Linked DNA regions of Mus musculus: region 1 is linked to region 2. Evidence: chromatin contacts called from public ChIA-PET data. All regions are on one chromosome and are shown on one strand. Each heading gives the region's core, a stretch centred on a gene start, on an enhancer-like site or on the middle of the called end of the contact. The rest is flanking DNA. Distances are from core to core; before and after follow the strand shown. Region 1 overlaps Ifih1 (interferon induced with helicase C domain 1). Region 2 overlaps Fap (fibroblast activation protein).

What was found. ChIA-PET counts read pairs in DNA pulled down with a chosen protein or histone mark.
Region 1: a contact with region 2 is called in an SMC1A ChIA-PET map of the G1E-ER4 cell line, with 6 read pairs. The contact joins two enhancer-like sites. A contact is called at or near these places in 2 of 15 datasets of contacts at CTCF or cohesin (the G1E-ER4 cell line and stem cell-derived epiblast-like cells), 12 of 484 Hi-C or Micro-C datasets (the G1E-ER4 cell line, LSK cells, cerebral cortex and 7 more) and 1 of 115 datasets of contacts at active chromatin or transcription factors (fibro-adipogenic progenitors).

The regions. Positions count from the first base shown.
Region 1 is chr2:62,613,667-62,620,321 of GRCm38.p6, reverse strand. Ifih1 (interferon induced with helicase C domain 1) reads left to right here. Exons shown (of 16, transcript NM_027835.3): 5 at 2,838-3,061. Gm39839 (a long non-coding RNA gene) reads right to left here and starts at 370. Exons shown (of 3, transcript XR_866370.3): 1 at 161-370. Within about 2 kb of position 4,296, at least 2 of the 459 cell types and tissues checked have an H3K27ac peak or open chromatin away from gene starts, as enhancers often do. A contact at or near this core is called in the G1E-ER4 cell line, where this site is marked.
Region 2 is chr2:62,532,811-62,538,839 of GRCm38.p6, reverse strand. Fap (fibroblast activation protein) reads left to right here. Exons shown (of 26, transcript NM_007986.3): 12 at 1,806-1,850; 13 at 5,605-5,709; 14 at 5,808-5,878. Among named protein-coding and RNA genes, the nearest start is that of Fap, 38 kb to the left of the region's middle. Within about 2 kb of position 3,174, at least 3 of the 459 cell types and tissues checked have an H3K27ac peak or open chromatin away from gene starts, as enhancers often do. A contact at or near this core is called in the G1E-ER4 cell line, where this site is marked.

The DNA.
Region 1 (6,655 bases), core at 3,047-5,546, 80 kb before region 2:
CACTTTGGCAGAATAGCATATAATAGGTGCGTTCAGAATGAATTACTGGCACATGTAGCAGTGAAACCTCATAACTTTGATTCTGGGGTCAAACCTTAAAAGCAATAGACCTTTGACTCTTCTAATCCCTTTTAGTTCTGATAATATAATAAAAACCCACCTTACTTTATTTGCTTCTTTTCTCATCCCTTAACCACATACTTGACAAGAAACAACTTAGGAGAAGAAACAATTACTCCAGCCTGTGGTTTAGGGGATAACAGTCGACCATGGTAGAACCAGCATGGAGGGCCTGTCACTCCTGACTGTAGAAGCAGGAGAGGGAATTGTCTTGCTTATTTCTCTGGCAGCCTAATAGGAAGCAAGTTGTTCAGGCTGTAACTCAAAGATTCCCCTCAGGTCAGCCCAGCTACCGACTTCCTGCAGCTAGACCCAACCATCCAGTTATCTTCCCAAAGCAGAGCTACCTTTGGAGAACACAGGAGATGGTGGGCCTCTTCACTTCCAGACTCTAACATGTACACTGGGGGCTCATTCATTTTACTTGGGTTTTAGGTTTCTGGAAGAGAGACAGAGAAAATCCTTAGGTTTCTTTTTTCTCTTTTTAAATTAAGTTTTGCTACCAAAATGATATAATAGAAAAATAAAAATCAAAGTGGGAAATTTATTACCAAAAAGTATATACAATTAAATTACTATGAGGAATGCAATTTTTTATCATTCTTAAATCTATACCAAAATTTTGATAGAGTAAAATTAATGGAGAATTTATTGATATGGATTTCTGTGTCTTGATTTAGATACTGCTTAAAATATATCTTTCATTATAAGCTTGCTCTTTTGGGAAAAGTTGGGTAATTCATGCTTTCAGTAGAGAAGAAATATTAAAATTTTCATTACCTAAAAAAGCCACTTGGTGGAAAAGAAATGTTATCGTTAAATTAATCTGAACCTTACAGAAATATAATGGGAAGTGAATTTAAAATGCTGGTGATTCGTGTGATTTTTTTTTTCATAAAAAACATTGAATGACTCAGCGGATGATCCAACCATAGCTTAAGTGTATTGCATCTGTGGTTATTCATGTGTAGAAGGCAAATGTCCTACTTACTCGGTAAATGGTTCTCACTAAGTGGTTTTTGGTGTGAATTTTCCTACCTGTTCAGATAGTTCTATCTCAGCAAGTTAAAACCCACTAAAACGGAATCAACGGTTTGCGGGAAATGGAGCTGTCAGCAAGTTCTTTAAAGTTAATGGGATGGTGTTAGTTTAGTCTTACTGTGGCCATTGATAAGGGAGTAAGCACTCACCCAGTGTGTGCTGGAGGGCTGATAAGCACGGTCATCTCATCTTTTCTGATGCTGTAAAGCACAGGTGGGTGTTTAAGTTGAAATAATATTTGTTTTCCTACATTCCACTTTGTGAGCAGTACATTTTAGATCCTTTCCTCTTGGCCAAGAAGATGAGAAAACGTGGTCCCTTCTGAACAAAATATATCTAAAACAAGATATGTGTCATAATAAAATTACTCTAGCGTTTATGAAATCACTATGTTAGCACTTACTTTGTCAGCATTTTTTATTTTAAAAATGCATATTATGGAACTACTTGTAATAAATATATTTTGATTTGGGTTTCAGGAGAACAAATGTATGGAGACCTGCATATCAGGAAATAATAATAGAAATCTAAAACAACATGGCAAATTGATGACAGTTTAGCTGAAAACTGCATAATTATGTTTTATCTGTTGATGGAAACATTACTAAGTAAAGGCCGGTATAGGTAGCGCTTTCCTGTTCCCTAAATATGCTTTCTAGTCTGGTAGCCTCAAACGCAAATGATCTCCACACTCTCTGTCTCTTTGACTCTGTTTTTCCTGTCTCTGTCTCTCTGTGTTTCTCTGTGTCTCTGTTTCTCTCCCTCACAGACGAGCACACGCACACATGTGTGCATGCCCTCATGCGGGCGCGCGCGCGCACACACACACACACACACAAGCACAGAAGCAGCTCTTGATGTCCTAAGTGCCACTTGTACAGATTCTGTCAACTGTGTATCCAAACTATATTTTAAAATTTATACTGAATAGATAGAAATATTTTGTCATTACTCCTTAAACAATAAAAAACAGCTTTTTATAAAGCACTCACACTATATCAGATTTGTAAGTAGAAATAATTTGTAAGAAGATATATATGCACACTTCATACAATTTATGTTCCAGTTTACATGAAGCTCCTAAAGTTCCCCAGATAGCAGTAGATGACAGCATTCATGTGCTTTGTGATATTTAGTTATTAGATGATGTTTTTAACAAATTAAGGAAGTAGTTCCAGCTATTTTTCTTTCTTTTTAATAAAAAATAACGGACATGAGAGCAGTGAGGACTAATCAGCCTTCCTTTCTAGCCCACTTTGCTTTAATGGGAGGAGGGCTAAGAGAAACCCAGAGGACAAGAGACAGAGCAAAGACCTGAGATGCCCTGTGCATTAGCGATAGGAACCTACAAGCCCACACAACATCCTTTCTGTGATCCAAGCTGGGAAGTGCTCTCTCTTGACAACTCTTCCCCAGTCATCTCCTTCCAAGGCCTCTATGCTGTTAATTCACTCCAACATAGGGAGCCTGGATCAGTCCTGAAAGACAGACCTGACACTCCCTGGTACAGAAAACAGAAAGTGAAGTGGTTTGGAACACAGAGGACAGGACCTTAAACATCTAAATCCTGTCTGCAGTTTGGGGGCTTCCAAGCCTTCGTATCTTTGCTGGGCCTCCAAGCCTTCATATCTTTGCTGTTTCTCTTACGCCACTTTTCCATGTTTTTCTTCCCTCAGATGAAAGTGTCATCCAGACAAAAAGAGTATCCCCCGAGCCAGAACTGCAGCTCAGGCCTTACCAAATGGAAGTGGCCCAACCAGCTCTAGATGGGAAGAATATTATTATCTGCCTCCCCACGGGGAGTGGGAAAACCAGAGTGGCTGTTTACATCACCAAAGATCACTTAGACAAGAAGAAGCAGGCATCTGAATCCGGGAAGGTTATCGTTCTTGTCAATAAGGTATACGCTCCTGTGCTCCCTCTTGTATGAACATTCTCACTGAAGCCTGAAGATGATAACATTTGTAGCACCAAACCACACAGAGATTCATTTCATTAGGTTTAAGGTCAAAGAAACCATTTATTTTCATTTTTATCCTTAAGCTATATATCTAAAATTTAAGAGATTAACCTTAAAATTGATGTTTTCATGAAACTAGATCATTAAGCAAGATAGTTCTAATTTACATATAAAAATTTAATTTGTCAGCACACTCGCTCTTTTTTTAATTAGATAATTTCTTTATTTACGTTTCAAATGTTTTCTCCTTTCCTGGTTTCCCCTCTGAAAACCCCCTATCCCCATCCCCCCACCTGCTCACCAACCAGCCCATTCCTACTTCCTGTCCCTGGCATTCCCCTATACTAGAGCATAGAACTTTCACAGGACTAAGGGCCTCTCCTCCCATTGATGACCGATTAGGGCATCCTCTGCTACATATGCAACTAGAGCCATGAGTCCCACCATGTGTTTTCTTTGGTTGGTAGTTTAGTCCCAGGAAGCTCTGGGGATACTGGTTAGTTCATATTGTTGTTCCTCCTATGGGACTGCAAACCCCTTCAGCTTCTTGGGTACCTTCTCTAGCTCCTTCATTGGAGACCCTGTGCTCTGTCTAATGGAGGGCTGTGAGCATCCATTTCAACACACTCACGCTTTTGAGCATGTGTGACCCGAAAATGATGATCAACTACCTTCTTTTAAAGCATCTTTAGCCACTAATACTTAACCAAACATTGTATATACTCTTTATCCAGAACATTATAGAGCAGAGTGTGACTGAAAGATAGAGAAAACTTAATTGACTATTTTTACCCAATTGAACATTAATATGTATTACATTAAATGCTACTGAACTTTTCTTTGAAAATTTGTATCTTGTAAAGGTCCTCCAATCATCTTTATATTAACACTGTAAACAAAATTTATTTATTTGAATTTTATTTAGATAGAAGAGAATTTACACACTAGTAGACTGAATAATATTTTTTCCTATTCTAGGAAATAAAATTTAATGTGCTTTTCATGATTAGCCTTTTTCTTATCATCATGTACTTGTTTAAAGGAAATAACACCGATAGACTTTTAAGACTGCTTGTGTAAATTTTTTAAGATTTATATTATTCTAAAACATTTTGTAGGAAGCTGCTTTGCCATATTAAAAATACCATATTCAGTATCCACAGGGTGAGTGGTGTCCATCACCGTGTTTGAAATGGACCTGTGTGGACCTTCTAAGCCTGACCTGCTCTCCTGGACATGTGCTCAGTGGTAGAGCTCCTGCCTAGAGGATGCAAGGCTCTGGATTTGAAATCCAGCACTCACCTGGGCATGGTGGCCAATGCCTTTAATCCCAGCACTTGGGAGGCAGAGGCAGGAGGATTTCTGAGTTCGAGGCCAGCCTGGTCTACAAAGTGAGTTCCAGGACGGCCAGGGCTACACAGAGAAACCCTGTCTCAAACAAACAAACAAACAAACAAAAAATCCAGCACTCCCAGAACCAAACAGAGGGTCATATCTTTATACCTTTCTACCCACCATGGGAAGATGATTTTTATATTCTTTTCTGGCAATAATGAAACATTAATATTTATTTGCCCTAAACCTTTCATTTATTCATTTTTTGAATATAAGTTTAAATCCTATTTCTACCTACCTATTAGCACTGTGACCTCAGACAAATTTCAACATTTTCTAACATTTTAGTTGTCTAATCTCTTCCCCCGCCCCTCTGTGTGTGTGTGTGTGTGTGTGTGTGTGTGTGTGTGTGTGTGTGTGAGAGAGAGAGAGAGAGAGAGAGAGAGAGAGAGAGAGAGAGAGAGAATATGCATGTATGTGCTTGCTCAAAAATTAAGTCTAATAATAACTCATTAAATTTTCTTATTTTCTTTTCTTCCTTTATCATCTGTAACTTAATGAAATTGAATACTTTACATATAGGACAGGATTGAGTCCTAAATCCACAGGAAAAAAATAATGTTGTTAAATGAATCCAAAGCTGCTTACACGATGTCTTTGTTCCTCTAGGGCAGTTCTGCCATTTTCTGAATCTTAGCCTCTGAGGAGAGGTGGTGACCTCTCCTCTCGAAGGCTCCCTTTCCTATTTATCTGTCTCTGTGTCATATATACCACCTCATCCTAGTCATGTAGCTTCAAAGCCCAGTGATTATCTTTCATTAATTTCCTTCTCTATTTCCCTGATCTGGTCAGAGGACCATAGACTGTAAGAGCTGAGAAGACCTTTGTGGTACAGCTTTCCTCCTTGGCAGAGATGTGCCACTTCTAGTTAATATCTGGTACCAAGGAAATTTCCCATCTTCCAAAACAACCACAGCCATTCTTTCCACATTTGCCACCCAAAGTAATCCATGCATGTGTTCTCTTAAACACATGTGTTCTATGAAACCCACAGTTATTCTTTCCTCTGTTATCCTGGAACATAATCATAACTCTCCTGCTTTGCAACAAAGAAAGGGCAACATCCTGTGGGTACTGGGTGACACCATAGTCCCTTTTATTATGATTCCCGGGCCCCTCAGGATTTAACATCCTCATAGTCTCCCAGACACATTGTTGAACAAATGCTGTAGATGCAGTCTTAGGAATGTGGAGTGGAGGAGAGACGAGGTCTAGCTCAATCCAGGACTGAGTACATTTGTATATCAGAATCTGTACTAAGCTAAAACCTTATTTTACTTTTGTATAACTGACTTTCAAGCTTCAGCATTTTTCTTATTTATGTTGTCTGATCATTTTAGATCTGTTTTTATTATTTTATGTGTATGAGTGTTTTGCCTGCGTGTGTGTGTCTGTGCACCCGGTGCATGCCTGAGGCCCATGGAAGCCGTCAGAGAGTGTTGGATCCTCTCAAACTGAAGTTACAGAGAGTTGGAGTTACCACGTGGTGCCTGGGAATTGAATCTGGGTCCTCTGAAAGAATAGCGAGTGTTCTTAACCACTAAGTGGGCCACTTTTCTGGTCCCAGATCTAATTTTGTAATGGTTTACTGTACCTTTCTTTATATAAATGTTCTTTTGCTTGATTTATTCTACTTAGGACTCTTTCAACCCATACAATCTAGGTAGTTCTTATTCATGCACATTTACAGGCACATTTATTGTTTATCATTTTCATCATTTGTATCTACTGTATTGGATTCTTTTGATAATCAAAGCAGATTTTATTGGTTCTATGTGGCTTGTGTAGATCCTGTACCCATTTGAGCATGGTTTGTGAACTAGGTTCTTAAAAATCCGAGTACTTAGTGGCTGTTGTTAAAAGCTATGAGATAAACAAAGGTATCCCAGTGTTTGTGTCTATGTGTGAATATTTAGCAGAGTAATTAAAAATTTCTCAATTAACTATCAAAGCTTTTGAGTTCCAAACATGAAATTTGAATTTTCCAATGACATTTTCCCATTGAACAAGCACTAAAAGCACCGCCCAGTCCTCTTTCCTCCCTCCTTGTTTTCTTTGAGATTACTACAAAGACTTTCCACTAGCTCTCCATTTACATTGTTATTGTTTACTGTAAGTTGTCCCTTAAATATATTTAAA
Region 2 (6,029 bases), core at 1,925-4,424:
CTTTCAGACAGGAACAGTTGTGGGTCAAAAGTTGTGGGATGGCAACCTCATCTCTCCTTGATGCCCTGTCTTTCTGCTGGAGGTGGGCTCTACAAGTTCCCTCTCCCAATGTAGGACATTTCATCTAAGGTTCCTCACTTTGAGTCCTGAGAGTCTCTCACCTCCCATGTCTCTGGTACGTTCTGGAGGGTCCCCCCAGTCTCCTACCTCCCGAGGTTACCTGTTTCCATTCTTTCTGCTGGCCCTCAGAACTTCAGTCCTTTCCCCCACCCTCTCCTAGGTGAGGTTGCTCCTTTCTTGGAGACCACTGTTCCAGTTCCCAGCTTTCCTGAGTTGCCTAGAGTTCCTTATGTAAGGGTGAGGCCTTGTGGGCTTTTCCCTGTCTACTTTGGCATGTCCATTAGTGTCATCCTTGTTGAGCTTGTTTGGGCAGTCATGTTGACCACCTACATAGAAATGTTATTTTCTAGTTAATGCATTTCCAAGGAAAGTCAACAACACTTCTGTAGGAGGAAATTCCAATGATTAATTGGCTTAATATAGTAGGGATTCATGGTTCATTTATACAACCAATGGCAAATCCAAGAAAATGAGGTATTGTCAGAGTAGGTCTTCTACTCCATAATGCAGTTCAGAAACCCAGCTGATGGCATTTCTGTTATCTTAATGTGTGGTTCTAAGTCATTAGCATTCAACTGGAGCAGAAAGAAAGGAATGGGGGGTGGAGTGAATGGTCCGAGTGAGATGTTTTTATGGGAAGGGCTACAAACAGCTTTTTTCTCTTTCTGTTCATACTATTTCTATTCCTTACCACGTGACTATGTCCCGCTGTAAGAAAAGCAGGGAAACATGATTCAACTACAGAAAGACAATCCTGTCCCAGAGTATAACTGCTGTTTCTTTCACAACTGTCTACTTAACTCCCTCAGGGTGGTCTTTATCCATAGCAGATGTTTCCAGAACTATTTGTCAAAAAATTCTCAAAATTATTTCTGTTGATCTGAAGGTTCAATGTCTCCTTACTCTATCCCCACTACTGTATCCTTGGTCTGAGTCTTTATCAGTATTTCCTAAAAACCAGAATTTAAGTGGCATTTTTGGCGTCTTTCCACCATAGCCACTACCAAATACACATTGTCTCTCATACTTATGGTTACATTTTCTATATTAGGTAAGTGAAGTCCTTCATGGAATTTACTCACAGATCAAACTGCCTGGATGGCACCACAGTTTCTCCAAGATCTTGCTGATGCTTTTCCTCTTCCAAATTCCCTGAGGCACTTTCCTTTCTGACCCACTAAGCTTACCACTAGGTCTATGCCTAGTAACTCAACCCATAATGTTCTTTATCTATCTATAAAAAAGGATTATTTACATTTTATGACTTCTAAGTATTTATATATGAAGTGATACTTCTGCCTCTTGCTAAAACCTGAAAATACGAATGTTTAGGTTTCTAGCTACCCCATAAGGAATAGGAACACAATAGCAACTTCGCTGTGGACTGCCTTCTTCTGTGTCACATCACATGCTTTATTTGGGCTGAATTTCCACACATATGTGATGATTCTAAGACCAGCCACATGGAAGAGTGAAGGAGAAAAACATCTGAAATTAGGTTTCTCAATGATTTGTCTGTATATACTCAGCATGCTGCTCTTAAGAAACCTTTAACAAACTCTCCTCAACTGGAGGCTCAGTTGTAGAACACCATGGCCAGGCAGATTAACTGTTCATAATGTCCAAATTATACATTTGAAAAGCTATTCTTTTTGTGCTTTAATCTGACTTCTCTTTGTTTGTAGAACCAGGAGCATGTAGAAGAAAGCAGAACAGGATGGGCTGGTGGAGTATGATTTTTCTATCTTTTCCTTTATTTTAACGGCACCCAGCAGAGTCAGTGAACTGACTTTTACACAGTGTATGCGTCCCATGTCGTGCTTAGGTATCAAACAAGGAAATGTGTTTTGGGATGATTTGTGATTAATTGTGCCTGGAATCTTTCGATGGAGTTAGTGATATATATGGTTTGTTTCATATAAATATAATCATCGTTTAAGGAAACCAATTGTATTTTTTCTCCTACATTAATTACTACAAAATAAGTTGGAGAATTAGTGAATGTAGTCTGGACAATGCCACATGTCACAAAAGTACATCAAGCAATCATTTGTGTCAGGTTGGCTGCTGGGCTGAGATTTAGGCACACTGTACAAAAAGGGACACAGGTATCAATTTTAATCTTTGGAAGTATATTTAGTAATGAAAATTCTATATCCCAGAAAAAGAGTGTAAAATAATTACTTCAAGTGGAAACTTTTGGAAATAATTTCTCATCCTCTGAATGCATCTGCTTTATTGGATAGCTTTCCTAACTAGTATCAATGAAATTAACCTGAGAAAATATAGATTATGTATATGATTTAAAAACTCATTCGGGTAATTGTGTGGGTGCGAGTGTGCTCACACACATGCCTGTGTGTAGTTCTTGGGATCAACAAGGGCCAAATATACTGGACAAGTAGCCTATCATAAGCTACCACTACAGTCCTTGTTTTGGGTCTTTAAACAAATTTAAAAAGCTGGTCATAATAGTATATATTAAATGGTAATTTTTAAAAAGGGGTTTCTTTAGAATTTATTCAAGATATTTAAACAGCAAAAGACACAAGAAATTAACTGGAGATATTTTCCTGTAAATGATGTACAAAACAAAAGAACCTAAATTTTAGTTCTTTGCATTTAGACATACGCTCTGAAATCATAATGGTTTCAACCTGACTAGGGTTGCAACCAAACTATCACCAGCTATTTAAACAATGCTACCTCTTCGGTCTGTGGCTAAAACCTCTTGGTTAAAAACAGAACATGAATTTTATGGTTTGGTGTCTGAAAGCCTGTACTTCTGTCTAATCGTTAGCTCAGCTTACACATTATCTTTTGCCATTTAGTGAGGATGGCAAAAAACAAAAAAACAAAACTGTGAGAAGTAACCTTACTTCCTAGGTAAGATATTTTAAATGGCTTTGCACTTCACTCAGAGATAAGCAATTTATCAGAAAAAAAAATCTAAGCGCGATAAAGAAACCAGGGCAGGGCCCTGTTACAACTGAGGTCACCGCAGTTGAATGTCTTATCTAGTGTCCAGGTGTGACTTGCTGCAAGAAGCACTTAACTCAGAATGCATTATGGCCCTAGCTCTGACAACGTGAGAGCGGAAATATTTCACACCCTCTTTACCTGACCTAAGTTACCTGCTCATCGGAAGCAACTGTCTTCCATGTGCGCAGAGAAAGGGACGAGATAACAGCCTTTGCCCAGCAGAAAGATTCTTCCTGTTTGCCTGCTCCTAATATCTTAAAACAGAACAGTCTGTCCTGGTAATTTTTTATTTTCAGTACAAATGAAATTGTAAGCTTTACTCAGAATACAGTCTTTTTAGAAGTCCCTTAATTGACTCACTAGGTATGTGAGGAAAAACTGTTTATTATTATTATTTTTATTATTTGTTATTATTAAAGGCAGCTTTATTGGGAAGCTGCTCTCAGGTAGGTGAGTTCACTGGCCCTAAGGACCAAAGATGGGGAAGACACCATGGGGAAAGAAGAGGTAGGTGAGAGAGAGATAAAGAGAGAAAGGGGTCTGCACACAGAGAGGAGAAGCAAGGAATAACTTTTCACCATATTACATTAAAGTGGTCTGTGGTGGCTTGGGTTCCATTTGAACAACTAAACCACATAGAACCAATTGTTTTTCACACTATATAGTATGCGGGAGTAAAGAAGCTGTGTATTATAATGCTGCCATTCCTTGCTTGAGAGCAAAACCTTTCTGAAATGAAGAAGCAGCTTTGTCAATGGCCCACACTAGAGCAGTGCCCCCGCCAAATACTTACACTCAAGATGCAAAGTGATCTGAAGCAGCTTTTATGATGACTGATGGTGATGGATGCATAAGCCATCTCACCTTACTCAACTTTCCACTGTTACAAATGTATTCAAAGATACACCAGACATTTCTATTTAGCGAAGTTTTCTTGAGCAATGATTATTCATGGATGAGGCAGCGTCCAGGATATAGAATCTTTTCCTGTGCCTCTCATGCTGCCTTATGTCTTTTCTCTTATTAGAACTGTGGTCCTTGGATCTAGAGCTAATGCTAATCTAGTAGGGCCACATCTTTCATTTTTATCACAATTGTATCTGTAAATCTTCCATCCAGGTGGAAACAAATTTATAGAAACATTAGTTACCCAGTAGAAATATGAGATCCATTGCATTTTAACAACGTATGATCACAACATAAGAGAAATAATTTTATCAAAAAAAAATTTCCAGCTTCAGATCACATCCAAATGTCATCATTAAATAAGTCAATCGCACTTCTCCCTGCTACCTGTTTGATCAGAAATTGATCTCAGAAAAGATATAAACAAGAACAAATGTTTGAAGGTAGGAGATACTACTGGTATGTGTGGATGCTTACTATTTTCTTCACTCATAAAATAACGGAACAGCTTGGGCTACTGTTCCATGGACTTAAACCAGACAGAGGATCAGGTTTTAAGTTCCTCCTGTATGATATAGAGAAGCTCTACTCTCATGAGATTTTTCTCAGTAAGTTGTCATCATTTCACCAGAGGACAACCTGTAAGAATAGTCATAAAGATAGAACAGGTCATTTTATTTTACAATGGGAGACACATTACCCTATGAGGCATTTTCAGAATTCAGTTGTCTGTACTGGATAGGATATTGAGTTGCCACTAGCTCTGTTCCAGGAAACTTGAGTGACTGGGAGTTGAGTGCAATAAGATCATTCCCAGCAGTGTGTGCTGAACTCCACAAACTCAGCTTACACCGCCATTGTGTTTCCTGAGCTCAGAGCTAACCCTAACCATGCTTCACTGTTCCTCTCAAAAGTGCTACTAAAATCTGTGGCTTCTAGACCATCATATTTGAATCGTTCAAATGTCTTCATTAAGTTGTTGACATTAGGAGCTTAGCATTAGACAACTCAAAAATCCAAAGTACATCTGGGGCTGGAGAGACGTCTCAGTGGTTAAAAGAACTGGCTGCTCTTTTCGAGGACCAGGTTTAATTTCCAGCACACACAGGGTGGCTCACAACTCTAACTCCAGTTCCAGGGGACCTGACCACCTCACTCAGACATACATACAGGCAAAAGACCGATGCACATAAAAATAACAATAAATTGTTTAAAAAAATATACTTTGATCAAATGCTCCATTTTAAAGTTTGGTTTGATTAAATGTCAACATTTGTTTTGTTATTCCTGTAACTCAATCCCAAACCGTATCACCTTACGTCAGAAATTTATTAATCAGGTGTCGCAAAGCTTGGGGCTCCAGGGGTGGTAGGGTGGGGTAGAGGTGTGCAGTAGCAAACAAGCACCAGTCAGCACCTGCGAGTTCCTATTAGATTGACTGGAAAAGCTGTCCTTTGAAAATCTGGAATTTCAGGTGTGGATGACAGGTGATAGGAGAGGTGACACACCAGGATTCTTAGCCATACATGGCTTATAAAAATAACTGGCTTTTGTGCAGTTTGTCTTTTAGATATAACCTCTGTTCATTTCTTTCAGTTCTTTGTTTCGACACCAGCTTTTAGCCAGGATGCCACTTCTTACTACAAAATATTTAGCGACAAGGATGGTTACAAACATATTCACTACATCAAAGACACTGTGGTACGTTCCTTCCAAGATTTCTCTCCTCAAAGATCATTCACTTGAGGTTGCTCAAGTGACGCTCAGCTTCACACAACATAATGTTTGTCTTTTTATAGGAAAATGCTATTCAAATTACAAGTGGCAAGTGGGAGGCCATATATATATTCCGCGTAACACAGGATTCACTGTAAGTACCGCATGCAGCACGATGTACCATTTAGGTTTTAATTGGAATCAACCAATGGGCGTACAAGCAATGGACTGTACTGTCTATTCAGCTAACTGAAAGACCATTCTGTTGCTCTTTGGTTACTTTCAAACAGCTATGATTTCATGAA